Linked DNA regions of Mus musculus: all the other regions are linked to region 2. Evidence: chromatin contacts called from public HiChIP or PLAC-seq and promoter capture Hi-C data. All regions are on one chromosome and are shown on one strand. Each heading gives the region's core, a stretch centred on a gene start, on an enhancer-like site or on the middle of the called end of the contact. The rest is flanking DNA. Distances are from core to core; before and after follow the strand shown.

Evidence for each region. Promoter capture Hi-C pulls out the DNA fragments that hold promoters and counts their contacts. HiChIP or PLAC-seq counts read pairs in DNA pulled down with a chosen protein or histone mark.
Region 1: a contact with region 2 is called in a promoter capture Hi-C map of pre-B cells, with 2.2 times the contacts expected there. The contact joins the promoter of Diablo here to the promoter of Aldh2 in region 2. A contact is called at or near these places in 1 of 39 promoter capture datasets (pre-B cells) and 1 of 115 datasets of contacts at active chromatin or transcription factors (pancreatic cancer cells).
Region 3: a contact with region 2 is called in an H3K27ac HiChIP or PLAC-seq map of bone marrow-derived dendritic cells, with 6 times the contacts expected there. The contact joins the promoter of Setd1b here to the promoter of Aldh2 in region 2. A contact is called at or near these places in 1 of 39 promoter capture datasets (cranial neural crest) and 1 of 115 datasets of contacts at active chromatin or transcription factors (bone marrow-derived dendritic cells).
Region 4: a contact with region 2 is called in a promoter capture Hi-C map of liver, with 5 times the contacts expected there. The contact joins the promoter of Tpcn1 here to the promoter of Aldh2 in region 2. A contact is called at or near these places in 2 of 39 promoter capture datasets (liver and pre-B cells).

Annotation. Positions count from the first base shown.
Region 1 is chr5:123,522,793-123,528,154 of GRCm38.p6, reverse strand. It overlaps Diablo (diablo, IAP-binding mitochondrial protein), which reads left to right and starts at 3,991. Exons shown (of 6, transcript NM_023232.3): 1 at 3,991-4,084; 2 at 4,774-4,900. The coding sequence starts at 4,035.
Region 2 is chr5:121,591,767-121,596,957 of GRCm38.p6, reverse strand. Aldh2 (aldehyde dehydrogenase 2, mitochondrial) reads left to right here and starts at 3,134. Exons shown (of 13, transcript NM_009656.4): 1 at 3,134-3,596. The coding sequence starts at 3,477.
Region 3 is chr5:123,139,978-123,145,302 of GRCm38.p6, reverse strand. It overlaps Setd1b (SET domain containing 1B), which reads right to left and starts at 3,110. Exons shown (of 17, transcript NM_001040398.2): 1 at 2,849-3,110; 2 at 2,176-2,360; 3 at 1,849-1,947; 4 at 952-1,222. The coding sequence starts at 2,346. It also overlaps a transcript of Rhof not described here.
Region 4 is chr5:120,585,242-120,590,290 of GRCm38.p6, reverse strand. It overlaps Tpcn1 (two pore channel 1), which reads left to right and starts at 1,678. Exons shown (of 28, transcript NM_145853.2): 1 at 1,678-1,788; 2 at 4,863-5,049. The coding sequence starts at 4,995. Iqcd (IQ motif containing D) reads right to left here and starts at 1,268. Exons shown (of 5, transcript NM_029408.2): 1 at 1,197-1,268.

The DNA.
Region 1 (5,362 bases), core at 2,742-5,241, 1.9 Mb before region 2:
AGTTGATTCCGTGGGCCATGATCTCACGCTATGCTCCGACCCCTCAGGCTCCTCCAATCCTTTCTCCCCCTCCTCTGAAGAATGCCCGAGTACCTCCTAATGTGTGTGTGGCTGAAGGACTCTGCATCTGCTTCAGACAGCCGCTGGATGAGATCGCTCTCCTTTCTTTGGTGACGATTCTGCTAGGCTCAAGTCCTAGAACACTCTGCAAGCAGGGCAAACTGTGGGTTGAAGGTTTTGTGGCTGGGTTGGTGTCTCAGTCCCTTCACTTGAGGGCTTGCCTCGTTTCAGAAGATGGCTGGTTCAGATTCCGTGTTCCCCATACCAGAGTCTTTGCTAGGGTTGCTCCTGTAGAGTCCATTGGTTTCCACTGCACTAGGTTTCCACCTCGCCCCTGAAATGCCCCCCAATTCTACTCATTTGTCCCAGTATTTTCTCTCTCCCTCCCCCTGCCCCGATCCCTCCTGTTCCCAATCCCCCAACGCTCCCATACCCCCACCCAAGAAATCTATTTCCCCTTTCCAGGGAGATCCATGTGCCCCCAACCCCCATCCCTCCTCGTTGCTTAGTCTCTCAGGGTCTGTCGACTATAACTTTTACTTTACAGCTAATATTCAGTTATGTTAAGTACACACCATGGTTGTCTTTCTGGGTCTGGGTCACCTCAAGATGATTTCGTTCTAGTTCCATCCATTTTCCTGCAAATTTGATGATGTCATTGTTTTTTTCTAGCAGCTGAGCAGTACCCTAGTACATAAAGGTACCACACTTTCTTTATCCATCCTTTGGTTGAGGGGCATCCGGGCTGTTTCCAATTCCTGGCTGTTATAAATAAAGCTGCTATGAACATAGTTGAGCAAGTGTCCCTTTGATAGGATGGAGTGTCCTTTGGGTATTTGCCCAGGAATGGTATAGTTGGGTCTTGTGGTAGATTGATTTCCAATTTTTTGAGAAACCGTATTGACTTCCTAAGTGCCTTCCAGGTTTGCGCTCCCACCAGCAGTGGAGGAGTGCTCCCTTGCTCCTCATCCTCGCCAGCAGGAGCTGTCACTTATGTTTTTGATCATAGCCATTCTAAAAGGTGTAAGATGGACTCATTTCAATTTGCATTTCCCTGATGGCCAAAGATGCTGAACCTTTCTTTAATGCACAGGAAATTTGAAACAGCAAAATGAACTAAGTATCTGAAGCAAAGGAAAGAGGGGAATACAGACACAGTGTTGTCTCTAGGTTGTAAGTGGTACTTTCAGATCTGATGCATAGAGGACACCTTGCCAGACTGTGGAAGCAAAGGGCAGTATGGAAAAATTCTCATCATTTATAGATGGATTACAGTGAATTTTATGCCATGTTGTAGTTCTTTATTATTTATGTAGTGTGTGTGTATGTATAGTATGTTTATATATACATGCATGCATATATATACATATATATATACATACATACATACATACATACATACATACATACACACATTTACACTTGTAGAAACTAGAGGACAGCTTTCAAAGAGTTGGTTCTCTCCTTCCACCATTTGAGTCCTGAGGACTGAATCCAGGTCATCAAGCTTGAAAGCAGGCTCCTTTACCTACTGAGCCACCTTGTCGGCTCCCATGTCCTGTTTCTTAGCTTCAGTTAATCTATTGCTATAAAATACCCCAGCTTGCAGGTTTGCAGATTGCTATTAAATATAAGACACAGAACTGCCTTGAGGGATCGATCCATTTGAAGTGTGAGCGAGGAGGGAAGAGAGGCCTGTTTTGAACAACTTGGCCCTTTCATCTGTCACTCTGGTTATTGGGTGGTAGTATACATCCCGGCAGGCATCCTGTCCTTCTGGTGATGAGGCAGGACATGGAGCCCTTTAGTTGCCCAGGCCTCTGGGGGAGCAATTACTACTCCCTGGCTTCTTGAGCTGTGTGTAGATGTCCTGCCCCCGTTTTTGCCCAGACTTCGCCCAGGCAATAATTTGATAATAAGAGATCCTGATTACATTAAGCAGCCATTTGCTTCTGGATGATGATGTTATAAAAGGGTTGCCATCCACACTGCCTGCTTCTCAGAGGTCAATAATAGTCTTTATAATCGAGTACAAGCAGAAGGATGCGCTGTCTATTCCTGGTCACTTTTCCTTTGTTCCATCAGAACGGGAACATGTTCTGTGCTTTCCCAGCTGGCTCCTTCTGGGCCTCACCTTTGTCGTTGAATTTAGAAGTGGCTATACTGGGAAAGTGCCTGGGCACTGAGTTTGCAAACTGCTAAACTTTGTAAATTAGGATCACGTGCTCTGGGGCTATCATCTATGGTTCTCACACACACACATATTCATGTTCACACTTGTCGTTCTTAAAACAGCAGCTTTTCCATTACTAAGATAGTCTTGGTGAATGTGTAGTGGTTCTGCCAGATCCCAGACTTAACTGGGCTGCTCTCAGTATTAGCAGTATTGGAAGTACAGCCTGTCTGTAGTATTTAGACAAGCAAGACAAGAAGGGGCTTGAAATACCCCCTAGTGTACCACTTGTTCAGCCCATTTGAGTCAGAAGTCCTGGAAACTGCTGATGCCTCATCCTGTAGGCTGTGGAGGTAATGCAGGCAGAGGGCGGGCAGGGCTGTTAATGCCCCGCCTGGTCTGGCATTGCCTGTGCGCAGCTCCCTGGGAGCTCAGAAACCACACAGAGATTGTAATTGGTCGCTAGACCACACCTAGTTGTTGAGTGCTCCAGCTGCCTGAAGACCTCTCAGCTCTGCCCAGATCTCTGGAGTGCGTACAAGTCTACTTTCACCATACCTGAGAGCGGCTGTGGAAGCTGTGGAGGTGGAAGAGTCGTGGAAACTTTGCCAAGTAAGTAAATTGGGAAGAGTGGGAAACTAGAGGCTGCCATTGATGGTAACTGCTAGGCAAGGCAGCAATGAATTTGAGCTAGCTTGTGACTCTTAGCATCTGAGGTGAAATTAGCTAAGGGCAGATGCATAAAGCATATCAAGAAAGATATGAGTGAAATCGAGTTAGTACCCATCACTTGACACCCTTCAATTTTAATCCTGACTGGCTATTAGGCAAGCATACTGGGGGCACACACAAGAAAAAATCCTTAAAATCTATCATCGACAAGGCCAGGGGAATGACGGAGGGAATGAGCAATGTCCTGCTGCTTCCCCTCCACTATGAGACAGGGCCATAGACAGGGCTGCGGCTTGAGTGAAGGGAAAATAAAACTGTCTTCCACTAGCCCATTAGCGGCACCAGCTCCATTAAAAATGCAAGAGATGGTGGGAAGAGAGGGCGGTTGGAGCCTAATACAGAGTCAGGACTGGAAAAGACCAGGCTCCTTCCCTTGTCTGAGTTCAAGTGCCAGTGAGAGTGGGGGGCAACTACTGCTTTAGACTTTCAGTGTAGGGGAGAATAGCACTTTGGGCTTCCTTGGCCTTGGAAGAGTACTGTTCATTGCGTGCAGCCTGTGCGTGCTCAGGCTCCCGGTCTCTGCAGGGCGATGCAGACCTCGTCCACCATCCACGTGCTGCAGTTGCTGCGGGAGCTGCTCGCCTTCGTGCTCCTCAGCTACACTGTGCTCATCGGGGCGCTCCTGCTGGCCGGCTGGACCACCTACTTCTTGGTGCTGAAGTGACAGCGCCCCGGCCCCGCCCTGCTCCGCCCCGCCCCACCGCGCCTCGCCGTGGCTCCGAGCTTCCCCTCCCTGGCCACACAGTCTCCCTTTCCAGGAGCGGCCCCGCCTCGCCTCGCCCCCCAGCCCGCTGCCCGCGTCACGGCGCGCGACCCGGCTTCAGCACCCGTGCACTGGAGCCTGCGGGGACCGGCGACGAAGTCGGAGCGGTTGGAAGCCAGGTGCGACCGTTAGAGCGGTTTCCTGGTGTCCCGGCCCCGCCCACTCCGTTTGTCCAATCGCAACCGCGTCCTCCTCTGGGGGCGTGACCATGAAGCTCCGGGCTCCTTGGGCCCCGCCTCGCTTGCGCTTCTGCTTGCTATGCTGCGTCACTTCCGGCGCGTGCGTCCGGCGTCGGTCCGCCGCGGGATGGCGGCTCTGAGAAGTTGGGTGACTCGGAGCGTCTGCTCTCTGTTCAGGTACGGCCGCGGTAGCAGAGGGCGGGCGGCGGCGGAGAGGAACCGGGAGCGCCGTGCCGGCCAGTGCGTCGGCCCCGGGCCGTGGTGCTGCCGCGTCCCGCCTTCTTCTGAAGTTAGAGGCGGGCCCCCGCCTTCGTCCCTCGTCCTCCATCAGGGACGGGCGCCTGAAAGTGGTTCTCCTCCCACGCATCCCGGGGGCTGGCTTTGGGGGGTCCCCAGGGACACTGAGGGACAGCCGGGCCACGGCGTTGGCTGGCAGCGCATTGTTAGAGAGAGCACGGGTCCCCGTAAACTCGGCCACCGGCGACAGCGGCTCGCTCCCGGGATTTGCTGGAGGCGACCATTGGCGACACCTGGAACCCAGGTCCCGGGGTCTAAAGCTGAATCCTGCGCACTCCGGAGAGTTTTACGTTGGCGTCAAGTTGCTAATCGGCTGCGGCGACTTTGAAACTTCTCCGCCTGGCGGGACGCTTCCACGCGCATTGACCTGTCGCTCGTGGAACTCAGATCGCATGCCCCTGACTCCCGAGTGCCGAGACTTAACTGGCCGTCCTGTGGTTTATTTTCTTAGAAGATTGCGGGCACTTCCTCATTTAGTCTCATTTACTGCTTGGTCCAAAACTCCTGCAGACCACAGAGCCTTTTACAGATTGATTTTGGGCTTTTTAAATTTTGACTTATGTTTCCAGGTACAGACAGCGTTTTCCTGTCTTGGCTAACTCTAAGAAACGCTGTTTCTCAGAATTGATAAAACCATGGCACAAAACTGTGTTGACTGGATTTGGCATGACACTGTGTGCGGTTCCTATTGCTCAGGTAAGGGACTGTCATGTGACTATTATATATAGGGTAAAGGGGCCAGGGAAAGAACGCCCGGACCCTGACTTGCCCCAGAGACTATTTCCAAGTCTTAGTGAACTCCTGAGCATTGGACAAGCTGCCACACTTTCATAGGTACCCCCTTCCATGATGCCATGTACTGTACTAAACCCGCATCTTCCGAGTGGAGCACGTTTCCCATTTTCTCATGTTATAGAAACAGTGTTCTTAACAGATTCTGCCCCCACTCCACCACCCCTGAAACTGAGCATCAGTTGAACTGGGAAGTAGACCGTTATTCTTGTACCAAAATCGAAGGGGCTAAATTTTGCACATGTGCTGCTTAACCTTTGAGGGTCCTGAGGTTAAAAATGCATTGTAAAAGAACTGAAGTGGGGAGGGTAGGCAGAAACGGGAGGAATAGCCATGTGTTTCCCAGCAGCCATCAGGCAGCTCTCA
Region 2 (5,191 bases), core at 1,885-4,384:
GACTGGTAGTCCTGGGTTCTATAAGAAGGAAAACTGAGCAAGCCAGGGGAAGCAGGCCAGTAACATCCTTCCATGGCCCCTGCATCAGCTCCTGCTTCCTGACCTGTTTTAGTTCCAGTCCTGACTTCCTTGGTGATGAACAGCAATGTGGAAGTGTAAGCCGAATAAACCCTTACTTCCCCAACTTGCTTCTTGATCATGATGTTTTGTGCAGGAATGAAAACCCTGACTAAGACACTTGTGCACGTGCACACACATGTGCACACACACGACTCCTTCACTTTTCACACTTGGGGTTGGTTTGAATTGAGAATGTAATGAGCTCGGGACGTGGGTGCACAGACATCCAGTGTTGATATTTCTCAAGGACACTGGGGATGCCAACAAATGCAAGAAAGAGCAGAAGGGACACAGGGGTGCCCGCCACCTGCCTCAGTTTCCAGGGAATAGTTAGGTACATAATGTTCCCGCACCGAAGTCTGCTTTCTGAGTACAGAGAGCCCTGCTGTGCTTCATTTAGCTGTGAGCATGCTGCCTGAGAGGCGCACTTCTCTGTTGAACTGGAGATGCTGATAACACAGTAGCTGTAACAATAAAAGTGACCCTGGCTGGGCAAAACTGCACTTGCTGGCTCTGGGAAGCTGTCCGGAGTTTCCTGCTTCCCGTTCTCAGTTCCTCCTGCATTTATCAGGAGAATTGATCTGAGGAACCTCTTAGAAAAGTTTACCATCCATTCAAGGTAAAGTTCCCCCAACATCCATGGACTCCCAGTGGAGTCTCCCACAAGAATAGATGTGTGTGTGAGAGAGAGAGAAGAGAGAGAGAGAGAGAGAGAGAGAGAAGAGAGAGAGAGAGAGAACACCATGGCTTCAGAAGATACAAGGGAAGGATCTGATGATCACCCCTGGCTTCTTCAGATCCGACCATCCTGTGTCCATCAGGAACTGTCCTGGTACCCAGTGGGGAAGGACACGTGACTTTGAGCAACCTGCACTATCTTCTTCTTCCCTGTGCTTCTCTTGGCACGCAACAGGATGGATTCCCATAGGGCGGTGGCACTGTCCGACACTGGGGTCCCATCCTACCCAGTCTTTTTACTGACTTTTGATAAGTAGGATTTACAGCACGGCAGTGACAATAGATAAGCTGTGTTCTGTGGTAGGGGTGTGGAAGTAATTTGTTTGTTTGAAATAGAGTCTCCTGTAGCCCAGACTAGCCTAGAACTCTTTATGTAGCTCAGGTTGACCTTCAACTCCTGATCCTCCTGACTCCACTTCCTGAATGCTGATGTTACAGGGCAGGTACCACGAGAAAGTAGACTTTCTTAAAAGTCTTTTTTTGTTTGTTTTAGGTTTTTTTTTTTTTAATTTTATGTATATGAGTGCACTGCCGTTGTCTTCAGGCACACCAGAAGAGGGCATCAGATGGTTCTGAGCCACCATGTAGTTGCTGAAAATTGAACTGGGGACCCCTGGAAAAGCAGTCGGTGCTCTTAACAGCTGAGCCATCTCTTCAGCCCGAAAGTAGACTTTCAACACATTCTTGATTTGTGATACTTCCAACCTGAGAAGAGTTAAAGGCCACACCCAATCATAAATGGAGGAGGAGCCTGTATATAGCACTATCAGTATTTAATTAGGAAATGTCCCATGACTTAGTGGCTCTACAAACCGGGGCATTATTTGTAGTCCCCCAAGATTGGAAGCCACCTAAATGTCACCCATAGAAAATTCTTTAAATGGTAATGGGCCTGTAGTCAATGAGACAGCAAGTAGCCCTTTTACAAACAGTGAATGGGGACACCTTCCTGCAGGAAATGGGTGTGGAGATTCACGATCCACATTTGGCAAGGCAAAATGGTTTACTTCTGCACAAGGGCGAATTGCCACGCAGAACAAGCAAACACACCCAGAGGGCCCCTGCAGGTGAAACTTTTGAAGGGATATATATATATACATATATATATGTATGTATGTATATATTGATGGCTAGCCGGAACTCATATGTAGACCACCAGGCTGGCCTCGAGCTTTCTAGAGATTTGCTTGCTTCTACTTCCTGAATGCTAGGGCTGGAGAAATGGCTCAGAGGTTAAGAGCACTGACTGCTTTTCAAAAGGTCCTGAGTTCAAATCTCAGCAACCACATGGTGGCTCACAACCATCAGTAATGAGATCTGACATCCTCTGTGTGTCTGAAGAAAGCTACAGTGTTCTTAGATATATAATAAATAAATCTTTAGACTGAAGCCAGCGGGGCCGACCTGAGCAAGCAAGCAGAAGTCCTGAATTCAAATTCCCAGCAACCACATGATCGCTCACAACCATCAGTACAGCTACAGTGTACTCATAAACATAAAATAAATACTTCCTGAATGCTGAGATTAAAGACCCAGACCCATTTTTCTGCTGTTTTTCTTTTTTAATTCTGAAAACAAAGGGGTCCTGTGTGTCTCTCTGAGCCAAGCTTTCATTCTGACCTGATTGACTAATACAGAGCTGCACAGTCTCCAGGGAGATATGAAATTCGAGCATATCTTTTGGATTTCTGTATGTGCAGACCCCCGGGGGGAATCTGGAAGTCTGCTCAGTGGCTCCTTTTTAATTTCTCCCAACAGCGTTCTCAGTTTCCCAGATTCCTTTGCACCTACGGTGGGTCATGTGACCAGCCTGTGAGGTCCTTAAATGCTTTTTTCCTCATGTTTTGTGCTAACGGTGCGGAGTCCGGAACAACTTCAGCTGTCCGGTGCTAAAATGAGAGGCACACGAGGAAACGCGCCCAGACACCTTGTCTGGTCACTGGCTATTACAGCGCGGGTGACAATATCCTTCGAGTCACCAAAGCAGGGCGATGCTCATACACAGCAGTCTCCTCCTTCTGGGTGCTTCAGAAACAGGCTGGGCCTCAGCTTCCAAGGGCTCCACCCAGTTTGGGGCTCCTGGGTTTCAAAACACTTCTCTTTGCACTACCCAGAAGCCCCTGCCAAGATTCTCACCATCTCCTTAGCCTAGTGATGCGTTCACCTGGTTGAAAGGCACACAAGTGACCAGGCGTCCACGTCTCTTTCTAGCCAATGACGTCCTGCACCTCAAGTGCCCAGTCCCAGGCTGTTCATGGAATAACCGCATTCATGAATTCTCTTCGCCGCCATATCTGCACAGATGTGAGCCTTAGGCGCCAGCCACCCTGCTAGGAGCGCACACCACTCTGGCTAGGCTTTCTCAGGGTTCTGCAAACTCCATCTCTGACTTGGCTTTGGGAGCCAGGGGTCGCGCCCCTTAGGCCGTGAGGGGCTGGGACTCCCTGACCACGCCCCCGTGTCTCCGCCTCCCATTGGCGGCTGCAGGGGGCGGAGGCGAGGACTTGTTCTTCAACGCTGCAGTCGCCCTCCGATCGGCAAGGCTTCTCTCGGCTCCGTTCGGCTCGGCTCGCCCATTTCAGTTCAGTTCGGGTCAGTTAAGCTCCGCTCAGTTCAGCATGCTGCGCGCCGCACTCACCACTGTCCGCCGCGGACCGCGCCTGAGCCGCCTGTTGTCCGCCGCCGCCACCAGCGCGGTGCCAGCCCCCAACCATCAGCCTGAGGTCTTCTGCAACCAGGTGAGACTCACTTCGCCTCCTCGGGCCCTAGGGCGGGACGGAGCGGGCGACGCGGCCTCAGTTTCCCCTCCGCGCCCAGCGATCTTTGCGCGCGTCTTCCCTTGCCCATGTGGCCGCAGTGTGTCGCCTCTCGGCCTGGGACAGTCCTGGGCCTCTTTACCCCGCATCGATGCAGCCTGCTCCTTCCCCGCGCGGTCCGGGTTCACCCAGGAAGGCCCAGCCGTCCCAGCTCCTCTCTGCGAGACCTCCCATACACCCCTACCCGATTCACGCAGACCTGAGCCAGAGTTCAGAAGCAAAAGCTGGGTCAGGACCCCTCTGTGGCCGCTCTTACCCAACCGGGACTTTGGAATGTTGTCTTAGCTTTTTGAGTTTTGGTAAAGTCTGGAATCACATGAAAGAACGTGGTTGTGAAGTATTCTTTTTGTTTGTGCAACAAGTGGGACTTGGCTGCCCTCTTCTGTAAAATGGGAAAGCAGTCAGGGCTGATATCTTGATGTGTTATTTTGAAAGAAGATCTCATTTTGTAGCCAAGGCTGGCCCGGAATTCTGTGTTCTTCCGTCAGCCACTCCCACCCCACTTTGGATTTGTGCAGGCCAGACACGCAGCTACCACCTCCGGTCTTCAGCTTTCTCTCTACTTTTTCTTTGAAACAGGATCTCACTAAGTTGTCCAGGCTGGCCTTGAACTTGTAATTCTCCTGCCCCAGGCTTCCCAGTGCTGGGCGACAGTGATCCCATGTCTCTTGATACTACAGGGCCTCGTGCACTTGGCACTTGGTGTGAGCTGCAGTCCGGGTTCCCCAAAAGTCCCCTCCCCCAACCTTTGTGCAGGGCAGCGTCCTAAACAATTCAGTCTTTAACCCATAAGCTTTAGAACTGGGAGTTTGATGCTATAACTATCCCCACTACACAGCTCAAGAGACTGAGGTCTGGTCAGGTTCCTAAAGAGCCAAGTTAAGGTGAAGTCTGGGTTCTTGTCTGGGATTCCAAAAGTAAGCCCTTAGCCAAAACATTCCATGGTCTCTTGCAACTCTGGGTAGGAGCAGTGGTCGGATCTCATGTTGAACGTGGACATCCTCCAGATGGACTGCTGACCACCGGTGTTGTAGCCTTAGCCTCTTGCTTTCTGCAGTATGTACTTCCAGGACCTGGCAGCCATTTACACATGCGCAGGACCTGTTTGAAAATGCCCATGAGGAGTGCTACAAGGAGTCAATCCAAGGGAAAACAAACAAACAAACAAACAAACAACCCATCTTTTGCATAATACAAGCTGTAAATTTCAGTAGCTGCTGGTTTTTTAACTGGCAGCTGATGCTGAAGCAATCAGTCAGGCTTGAAGGAGCTGAACTTCAAAAAGAGCCGGAATTGACTGCAAGAGGAAGCACCTGATCAATAGCTTTGTTCCTCTGGTTCATCAGGAGGCAGGGCACAAAGTATCAGGTCCAATGCGTGCTCTGGCTTGATTCAGTTGTGAGTGATCCGTGGGTGGGGGTGGGGGGTGTTAGAGTGACTCCCCTCCCCCATTGCTGCCTTTTTCGACATCACAAGGATAGTGCACGTTCATTACCGAAGTTTCATGGCACTGACCT
Region 3 (5,325 bases), core at 1,861-4,360, 1.5 Mb before region 2:
TGGTGTGTGCTCAGAAACTCAAAAAGAAAAATCCCTGGTGTTCACCCCTGGAGTCCTCCCAGGCAGGGTTCAACAGTGCCACGCCCCTCCTCCAACCCCCGGACTTGACATTAGGATCACGGGACCACCTGGTCCCAAAGCCCCCTGCACTTGCCCGCAGACTGGCAGGGATGTCTTAGAAAGGACGCAGGTAAACTTAGGGGGGATGCCCTCTGTGTCTTGTCAGGCCTTTTCACCTGAGCCAGGATGCGGGGGTGGGGGTGGGGGTGGAGGAGAGTCAACAGCTCTGGAGGTAGGAGGTGTGGCTCCCCAGCCTGCCTGAGCAAACAGAGGTGCTGCGGTCTCTTTAAGAGAGAGGAGGGAAGACAAGTGTCAACCCATGAGCACCCAGAGCAGCCCGCCCCCAAGATCCACTATCAATGCTATCAGAACATTATCAATGAAACACTCCTCGGCTCAGATTGGTTCAGGGAAGGGGCACCGGTAGGGGGTGAAGGGGCACGGGCACCCTAGATCTTTAAGGAATGACTTTTATGAATTTAAAGGCACACGGTTCTTCTTCTGCCCCCAACAAATAAACAAACCCTCCCATCTCCCCTAACACAGGCAGCAACACTAGGGACTGTCTAAACGCAGGCCACAGGGGCTCAGAGAGGGGCCCACAGGGGTGTCATAGGTGGGGGAAGCCTCTGGGTGGTCCCTAAGGGTGCAGTGGCCAAGGACTGGCACATTTGGTAAATTATAGTCTGTCTCCTAGCAACAGACAACACATTTGGCTCCATGTGACTCTGCCCTCCGGAGGGGACAAAAAATAAATGGTGGTGGTGGTGGTGGGGAATCCCAAAGAAGAGACAAGGAACGATAAAGGGGTTTCCAAGATGAGGGTGAGACTGACAGGTGGCCTTCCAGCTCCTCCCCCACAGGCCACCAACCGGCCGGGCCACCACTAACCTTTGGTGTCCAGCTCCACGTGGATAATGTTGCCCATGACAGAAGTGCTGTGCAGGTGTTGGACGGCCTCCTTGGCGCCCCTGACTGTGGCAAAGACCACCTTGGCAATGCCCAGGTGTTTCTTGGTCTTCGGGTTATACAAGATCTCCACCTCCTCCACCTCCCCATACTTTTTGCACATGTCCCTTAGGAAGTTTTCACGGACGTTGTCATTCAGCTTGGCAAATGTCACCTGCTTTGGAGGCACAGGGCCCACGTAGAACTCATCGATCTGCCAGGGGCCGCGGCCGAGGTGGGGGGGGGGGGGAGGGAGTTTGGAAAACATTAAAACCAAAGAGAAAACACAAGCACGCCTCACTTGCCCAGCAGTTAAAAAAAAGAAAGAAAAAGAAAAAAGAAAACAAAAAAAGCATGCGGGCGGGCCTAGGAAGCAGAGGATTAAATCGTTTGGAACCTGGAAGTCCTCTGGGTTCGAAAGGAAAGGGGAAAAAGAAACAGTTTCTCTTTCCCCACCCCCCTATTCTGGCCTCCTATCCTTGCTGCTGGATCCCAGACGACCCTCTGGTCTAGGAAGTTGTCCCCTTTAAAGCCAAAGGGTTGGGAGGGGGGCGGGTCCCTGAGCCAGGGCCCTGGGTGCGCAAGGACCCAGGTGGGGACCGGGAGCCCCCAGCTCTGCCGGCATGATACAGTCTCAGTGCCCTCGTTACAGTTTCTCCGAGTGTTATTTTGTTTACAGTGGCCCGGAGGGGACACCCCTCTCCCCCCTCCCCGCCAAAACTTCCCAGTCCTGGACGGCGGGAACTAAGAATCCGGCTGGGCTTGGTCAGGACTGGCGTTATTTTCGAACTCGGGGAAGGAGGGGGGGAGGGACCATAAGACAGAGAGGAGGGGTCCTACCTTGAATTTGGGCACAGACAGCTCCAGCTCCTTGTTTTTGGTCCAGATTCCGACCACCCGGGGATCTTCCACGATCTCCACCGGGCGGTTGCTGGACATCTGTGGGCAGAGACAGGGGGTTCAGTATAGAAGGGCTGGCACCCTCCCCAGGGGCAGGGGCAGACCCCCCCCCCTCAAGGCACCAGTCCCACTCCAGGCTGAGGGGAGGGAGTCCTGGCTGACAGTTGGCCCAGGTAGCTGGAAGAGGGGTCCCCCTCCGTTCGCCTCTTGTCTGGGGGCTCCACCGGGGGTGGGTGGGGGTGGCGGGAAGGCGCGCCGGCTACTCACGGCCAGGCTGAAATGCTGCCCATCGTAGCGGTACAGTTTATGGTGCCCCTTTTTCAGAGCCGGGTCAATCATCAACTTGTAACTTCTCCAATGGTGGTTCCTCCTCTCGCCCGAAGGGCCGGGCTGCGGCGGGGGCTGCTGGTGGTGGTGGTGGGGGTGACTGTTCTCCATGCCGTTAACCCAACCTGAAACCCAAGCAAGTTGTTGTCCTCTCCGACGCTTCTACACATTCGCCCGAGAATCCAATCGGCTGGCCCCCACCCCCCTCCCACCTTACCAGCGCGCCCCGAAAGCTTGTCTCGCTGCCTCTCCCCCCCCCCCCCGCCTCCCGAGGAAAAAAAATCTAAGAATGGAGCGAGAGAATAAACCCTTTCCGGAGGGTTTACGCGCCCGCCCGCTCGGCCACCGTCTCCGGCTGGCAGCGAGGGGCTGCCCGGGGCCCCCGCTGCGGGCTGGCGCGGTCCGGGACGCACGGAGGACGCGGGCTCCGGCCCATGGTGCCGCCAGCCGCCCGGCGTGGCGCTCGGCCCGGCTCGGGAGCGGGGCGCGCGGCAGGGCCTGGCGTCGCCCGCCCGGGCGGGGGCCGGGGGCTCGGGCTGCCCGGCTCCTCTGACCGCGGCCTCTCTCTCTCTCTCTCTCTCTCTCTCTCCTCCCTTCCCTGCGCCGCGCTTACATCCCCGCCGGGCGCCGGCCTCCCTGCGCCGCCAGCCAGTACATGGTGTCCCCCGCGGGAGCCGAGGCCGGGGCGGCCGGACCGGGGGCCGGGATGGGGGGGACGCCGCCTTAGCGGCTGCCGGGCCCCGAGCTGCCGCTGCCCTTGCTGCTGCCGCCGCCGCTGCTGCTGCTGCTGCTGCCCGGGAGGCGGCTGGCGGCGGAGGCTCGGCTCCCAGTAGCCGCACATCCCACAATACACCGCTAAGGAGCCCGACCCGAGTGCTCACCCTCCTCCTCTTCCTCCTCCTCCTCCTCTTCCTCCTCCCCTCGCCTTCCTCGCCGCTTCCCCAGGCACTCTCCCGGCGGCGGCAGCTGCGCCGCCAAAGCCCCGGGCCCCAGCGGCCCCCCACCCCTCACTCGCGCGCTCCCACACTGCCTCCCCCCCCTTCCCCGGGGGGAAGGCCTTTTAATTTATTTATTCTGCTGGGACTGAGGTGGGGGGCTTGGCTGACGGGGGAGAGGGGGGTCTCCACGGCTTCTATCTCCCCCGCGGCTGGGGCTACCCTTCCAGCTACGGAAGACTCCACGGTGTGCGCCCCCAGGGCCTCCCAAACTGTTTCCAAACTGCCCAGGCCGGTGGTGGACGCGTGGAGTCTCGGCGAAAAGGGCTGGGTTTCGAGTGGGGGGTGATCGTGTGTATGACTACTAGAAGCCTGGAGGGGAGGCAGACGTCGACCCCAAACGAGTTTGCAATCGAGGTATCTCCGATCCCGCTTCCTCTTTGGCCCGCACGCCCCCTCCCTCCCAGGAGCTGTGCTGGGGAAGGGAAACCAAGGTTTGGAACCACACTAGCCTTCACATTCCTGGGAGGATACAACCCTCGCCTGGACGGGGAAGATAGCTCTTTCTCTTTATTTTTTCGTTTTTATTTTTTGCCTTTCTGTTTTTATTTTTGGAGGGGAGCGCCCAGTAATTGTCTTGAACACATGCTTCTCCCTCCCTCCTTCCTCCAGCCACCAGCGACAGAGAGTCCCCTTTTTTGCATTTATCATTTTCCTTCCCCTTTCTTTATTAAAGGTCCGGGAGTGGCGGCGGCCAATCAGCGCTCGGCTTCCATTTTGTGAGTTCAACTCGTAGGCTTCCCCGGCTTTTCGCGTGGATCTGGTTGCAGACGCCCTCGGTCTCTCTTCTCGGGCTGCCGAGGCGAAGCAGCCGCCTCGCCGGGGCTTCGTGGTGGTGTATTTCATATTGGGGCTCTTTTCGGGGTTTGTAATTTGGCCGTGGGTAGGTAATTGGCTGGAGCAGGGCGGCAGGGTGCGGCAGCCAATCAGCGCGCGGCTTCTATAGGGCTTGAGTTATTAGACGCTGATCTCAAAACATCCTTCATCAGACTCCAAGGAGAGGCCAACAGATGAGGGAGCCATTTTTCTGCAATGGAATTAAATGGCCAAGTGGGTTTTTCCTTTGTTGCAAATGGGGAATGCTTTTCCTTTGACTCCACCATCCAGTTCAGGACGCCTGAATGTGTTTAACATTTGCCAAAGGACTCACACTTGGAAGAATGAAGACCTTTTAAAAAGATCTGGATTTTTCCTTATGACTTGGAATCCATCTTTGTCTTGTATAACTAGGTCATAGCACACTATTAATGTCAGCAGTTAACAGTTTTGAATTCAAAAAAACCTAAGTAAATGACATATTTAATTTTTTTCCTTTTTTTTTTTTCTCGGGTGGGTGGGTGGGAGAGCTTGGAGCTGTCTTAATCTGTATTCTCTTGACTGAACAATAAATTTTTAAATATAGTTTCCTCTATTAAACACTTAAGCCTGACCATCTTATTAATTCTATTTTTTAACAAGGTAATGTTTTAAATGTATAGTTGTAGCGAAACGGCAACAATAACAAAAAAACTGTGAGCTGTTGTTACTGTTAAATTTTCTAAAAACCTTTTACATTGTAAGTACCCAATCCATTCTGTCCTTAACTGCACTGCCGTTCTCGTGTTACTGTCGCCTGAGATGTCCTGAATTTTCGGAAGCTTCATCTGCATGTATGTCTTTGTCTTTGTCTGATGTAAGTCAGTTAAAATGCTTTTAGACGTTTTTGCTTCTATAAAGCTACGATTTTTTAGCTTCGAGCTTTTTGGAAAAAAAAAAATGTTTACAGCCATAGTTGCTATTCAGATTTCTTCCCAGTAGCTCGTACACTCTTTGAAAATCGATCTATTTGAAGAAAAACAGCTGTTTTTCTCGAACTGGGTGTGGGGTGGTGGAGGGTAAGAGAAAGGAAGACCTTTTGTATAAAAAAAGACTGAAAGCCGCCTCTGAAAACTAGATTAAAACTGGAAAACAAGCCCTTAGCCGGTTCAAGCCAAACACCTACGTTGAGTCGGTGGTATTTTCTGTGGCGGTTGGGATGGCTGGTTTTGCCTTTTGTTTTGATTTGACTTGTGTTTTCGCCTTTTGTTTCTTAATGACGATCACACCATTGGTAAAT
Region 4 (5,049 bases), core at 429-2,928, 1.0 Mb after region 2:
GCCTTCAGATGAAGATGTAGAATTCTCAGTTCGTCCTGCACCATGCCTGCCTGGATGCTGCCATGCTCCCACCTTGATGATAATGGACTGAACCTCTGAACCTGTGAGCCAGCCCCAAATAAATGTTGTCCTTACAAGAGTTGCCTTGGTCAAGGTGTAAAGCGAGCAGTCAAAACCTAACTAAGACACACACTAAGCACTCAATAAGCCCATGTTAAATATGTGAATTATTCGTTGTATGAGCCAAGAGAATGTCCTAGGAAATGCTTAGACAGAGGGAGTTAGGGTAGAATAAGTCGTGGCGGGGATCACTGCAATTAGCCTGGCAGTCACAGCACACACACGTTGTGAACATACCTTGTGCACTCACATACACGTAGGCACCCACAGATACATATAAAGTAAAAATAAATAAAGCTTTACGTTATTTTAAAAGAGCGTGTACGGCTTTTTGAAAGGACTAGAGTTTAGTCCCCTGCACCTATGACAGGTGGCTCACAACTGCCCACCCGTAATTAATTTTAGCTCCAGAGGATCCAAAACCCTTTGTCTGTATTCACATTCACATACCCCACCAACGCAGACATAGTGATAATAATATTAATAATGATAATAAAACTTTAACAATTAAAGGGGAAAAAACCTAATTAGACCAAGGGTGGTGGCACATGCTTTTAATCCCAGTACTCAAAGGCAAAGACTGGTGGATCTCTGTGAGTCTGAGGCTAGCCTGGTCTACAGAGTGAGTTCGAGACTACATAGTGAGACCTTGTTCCAAAATCAAAACAAACAACAAATCCTTATTTTAAGCATACACTGAAGGGGGTCACGCACCCAGCAAGCTGACCTCTGAACATAGTGCGGACAGTGGGCACCAAAACAAACCAACCCATCCAATTACTTGAACTAAGTTCACTCGATGTGAACTTCACAAATGGTATCAGTAAGAGATGAGGAGAGGGACTATGAAATGGCAGGTGGACCAGACAGGAAGCAAGACTATCAGAAGAGGATACTTGATGGTGCTTGCAGGAGGCCTAGAGGAGGACAGGATGGAGGTTGGGCAAGGGAGTGAGGACCTGGAGCTGGACGGGATGGCAAGTGGGGCGCGGACGCCTGGAGGGGAGAAATCACTGGACGGCGTGCCTACTAGGTGCACACAGCCTGCAGCCTGGGGCTTCCCCGCTGTCACTCACCAGCTCCTCAAGATGCAAGTTTCTTGGCCCACAGTTAAGCAACTCGGCGGCCCTTATGTTGCTAGGTTACGAGCCACTCTTAGAAGGCGGGACTTTGAGTTTGACTGACATTCTTTTTCACCATTTAACTTCGAATCGGGTTGCGTTGGCTCCGCCTCCTGAAAGATGGCCAATCAAAATCCCCGCCTCTCTGACGTTTCGCCAATGGAAAGACGCAGGATTCCTGTTGGTTGCGCGAGTGAGGCGGGGGTGGGGGTGGGGTGGGGAGGAAAGGGGTGTTGCTTCCTCGCCCCGCCCTCCCTTTGGGAGGAGGGCTGTGAGAACGCTGAGTGACGTGTAGTCTACCCTGTCAAATTTCATTGCGACCCCTCTGATGGCCAGTAGGCTGTGGCCTAGGGCCGTGGGCGGGGCTTTCGGGGCTGAGTGACAGGAGTCGGCGGATGCGAAGGCTGGCGCAGCTGCCGCTGTGGCAGCGGTGAGGCGGCGGTGGCGGCTGCTGAGGCTCCGCGCTGGGGATATTGGCGGCGGCAACTGCGGGCTGAGCTACGCTGTGCAGACCCAGTGCACAGTGCGGGATCCCGGGACGGCGCGTGTAAGGATCCGAGGGGTGCGCGATCTTGGCCCGAGGGCAAGGGTCAGGGGTCAGAAGGTGCAGAGAAGGGGCTGGGGCTGAGTGCTCCAGAAGCCCGAGGCGGGGCCCTGGGAGGTGGCCGGCATGCTCTCTCCTTGCGGATCCCCTTCTCTCTGCACCCCTTTTCTTTGGCCTGACTTCCTGGGGCGACCCGGATCGCGATGGGGATCGTGGGGAGCTAGAGCCCCCGAGCGACCCTTCCTCCCTGCTCACCTCCCTGCTGTGTCCTCTTGTGACCTGGCCGGGGACTCCTGCCTGGGTCAGTCTGCCTCAGGGGACAGATCGCAGGATGGCAGCTAGCTATCTGATTCCGGGACCTTCTTCCAGGGGTGACCTTACCCCAGGGGTGACTCGCTGGGTCTCCGCTAGAGAGAGAACCAAGGTCTGCCAAAGGGCTGGACCTTAGGAGCTCCGAGTCTGCTGTGTGACCTTGGACAGTTTACTTACCCTCTCTGGGCCCCGTTTCTTTCTCTTTGAAAAGTCATAGGCTCTTCAGGAGGCAAAGGCAGGAGAATGGCAACTTCAAAGCTTCAAAGCTCCATAGGGATATCCCTACCACCAAAGACAAAAAACAAGAAAGCGGTTGGTGGATTTCGCCTAAGTGGAGTGCAGTTTCTAGGAATAGTTGGTGGGGCTGCGCTGAAGTGGGCAGTGTCCCCTGCGTTCCATGACTACTTGTGGCTCTTTACTTGGGAGAGGCCACGCTAAGCTGCCTCATGTATCAAGTGGGCGCTAACCAACTGAGGGCAGAGCCGTTGAGTCGGAGCCAGGAGGTTGTTTCCTGTGGGTGGGGTCTACAGCTGTGTACTGTAGATGTTCAGTAGCCTCTCTGGACTCCCTCGCAATCAATCCCAAGTTGTGATGCTGGAAATATTTCTAGACAGTGGGGACAAAGTCACTCCAGGCGAGAGCCATTGAGGTGAGACCAGGCATGTTAGAATGGAGTCATGCATCCCGCTGTTAAAATGTAAAACCCACTGGGAGGATCTCCCTAGGATGCTAGTGACGAACATTAGAAACCTGTTGTCATGCGTTGGGAGAGCTTCTTGCCTTCCAAGTGAATAGCGAGAACACACTGTTAGAGCCTCCTCCTCATGGCCTCAAAGTACATCCTTGTAATCCCTCTGCTGTGGAGTGCGTTAGAAGTGTGAGCCTAGTCTATGCAAGGCACTGGGGGAGGAGAGAGTTAAGCCAAAATTCAAAACACACTGCAGTTCTTTAGGCAGCCAAATGACGGGTATCTTGTGGGAGTTCCTCTTCTGTCTCCCCTTGTTGAGATTTCCAAGCAAAATAAATTCTCAAATCTGGAAAAGGAAAACAAAAAACACAAACGAACAACCCCCTCCCCACCCCCCACTTGCAGGAACTTTGCCAGGCAGAGTCTTTCAGGCTTAGCAGGCTGCTGCAGAAAGTGGTGTTTATCTCCGCTGCCGCCACCGCCTCTGTTAAGAGAGACAGGCTGTCTCTGCCTGGTGATGTTCCCATCCATCGTTCCTGGAAAGGGGGCAGACATTGCCCAGTTGTCCTGCCGAGGATTGGTTTGGAGGCGGACTATGTCTGGTGCACTGGCCACAGTTGGAGGCAGCAACCTGCTGCTGTCTCTAAGTTCAAAGGTCCCCGGGCAGATCTGCTGAGTCCTGCCTTTCTTTTTATCTCAGTAAGCAGAAGCCGGTCTGTGTAAACAGCTTCTCGAACAGGCCAGTCCTGAGGGTTTAAACCTGGAGAGAAGGAAGGATGGGGCTTTTGAAAAGGACTCTGATTATAAGTTGTAAGGAATGTGCAAGTGCTTCTTCCTCATTGAACATCTCCCGTAGAGGAGCGCAAAGGTCATGCAAGAAGAATTCCTGTCGGCCACCAGCAAAGCCAGGATGATCTTATGTATTCCCAAGAGTAATTACTGCTCTCTGAGGACAAGACCTGGTGACTTTAAGAGTCACCACACCTGGTTAGGAATGTAGGCCTGGAGACAAAGCTTGGCTTTCTGACTGTGGGCACTCAGGAAAGTTACCTATTACCTCTGTCCCTACCTGATGTGTAGAGGTTTTTATTTTTGTATAGCCCTGGCTGTCCTGGAACACACTCTGGCTGGCCTCTAACTCACAGAGATCCACCTGCCTCTGCCTCTGAGTGCTCAGATTAAAGGCATGCACCATCACAACAGACTCTGATTTTCATTTGTTGAGACTGTCTCTTATAAGTCAGGCTGGCCTTGAGCTCAATATATAGCCAAGGCTAGCCTTGAACTAGGACCTTCCTGCCTCAGGTCTCCCAAGTGCTGGAATTACAAGCCTGGGTCAGCATACCTGGTCTTACCTTCTTCATAGTTGGTGTGCCTTTATCTCCATAACTCTTATTCATCCTCTCCTCTCCTCTCCTCTCCTCTCCTCTCCTCTCCTCTCCTCTCCTCTCCTCTCCTCTCCTCTCCCCTCCCCTCCCCTCCCCTCCCCTCCCCCTCCCCCTCCCCCTCCCCCTCCCCCTCTTCTTCTTCTTCTTCTTCTTCTTCTTCTTCTTCTTCTTCTTCTTCTTCTTCTTCTTCTTCTTCTTCTCCTCTCTCTCCTTTCTCCCTCACCTTCTCTCTCTCTCTGTAAGTACACTTACTATATACAGTTCAACTGTCCTTAAACTATGTCACTCTCCTGCCTCAACCTCCCAATCATAGCAGATGTGGCAATTCCTAACTTTTTTTTTTTTTTTAATGTTGAAACACAGTGGCAGTGTGGGCTGTGGCTTACCAGGTAGAGTGAGGTCTAGCACACAGCCCTGGGTTCAGGCCCCAGTTCCCTATAAACCAGGTGTGATGCACAGTTGTAATCCCAGCAGAGGCAGGGGGATCAGATGTTCAAAGTCATCCTTTACTTCATAGCAACTTTGAAACCAGTGTGGGCTGCTCCAGTTGCATGGCCATCGCTGATGCCAGATCCAGAACACGTTCATCAGTAACGATTATGTTTTAATCATTACCTTTCTTTCTTTCTTTCTTTCCTTCTTTCTTTTTTTTTCTTTTCTTTTCTTATTTTAATTTTTTTATCCTTCAGACCTTAGAAGATGCCTCTGATGGAACAGGCTCTGGGAAGCTTCCCCGGCCCCGTGGCTTTGAACAGGAGCTCAAGCCGGAGGCAGTTTAAAGCCCTGGCCGTTGTATCCTGAGGACCGCAGGTCAGGAGAAGATGGCTGTAAGTTTAGATGACGATGTGCCGCTCATCCTGACCTTGGACGAGGCTG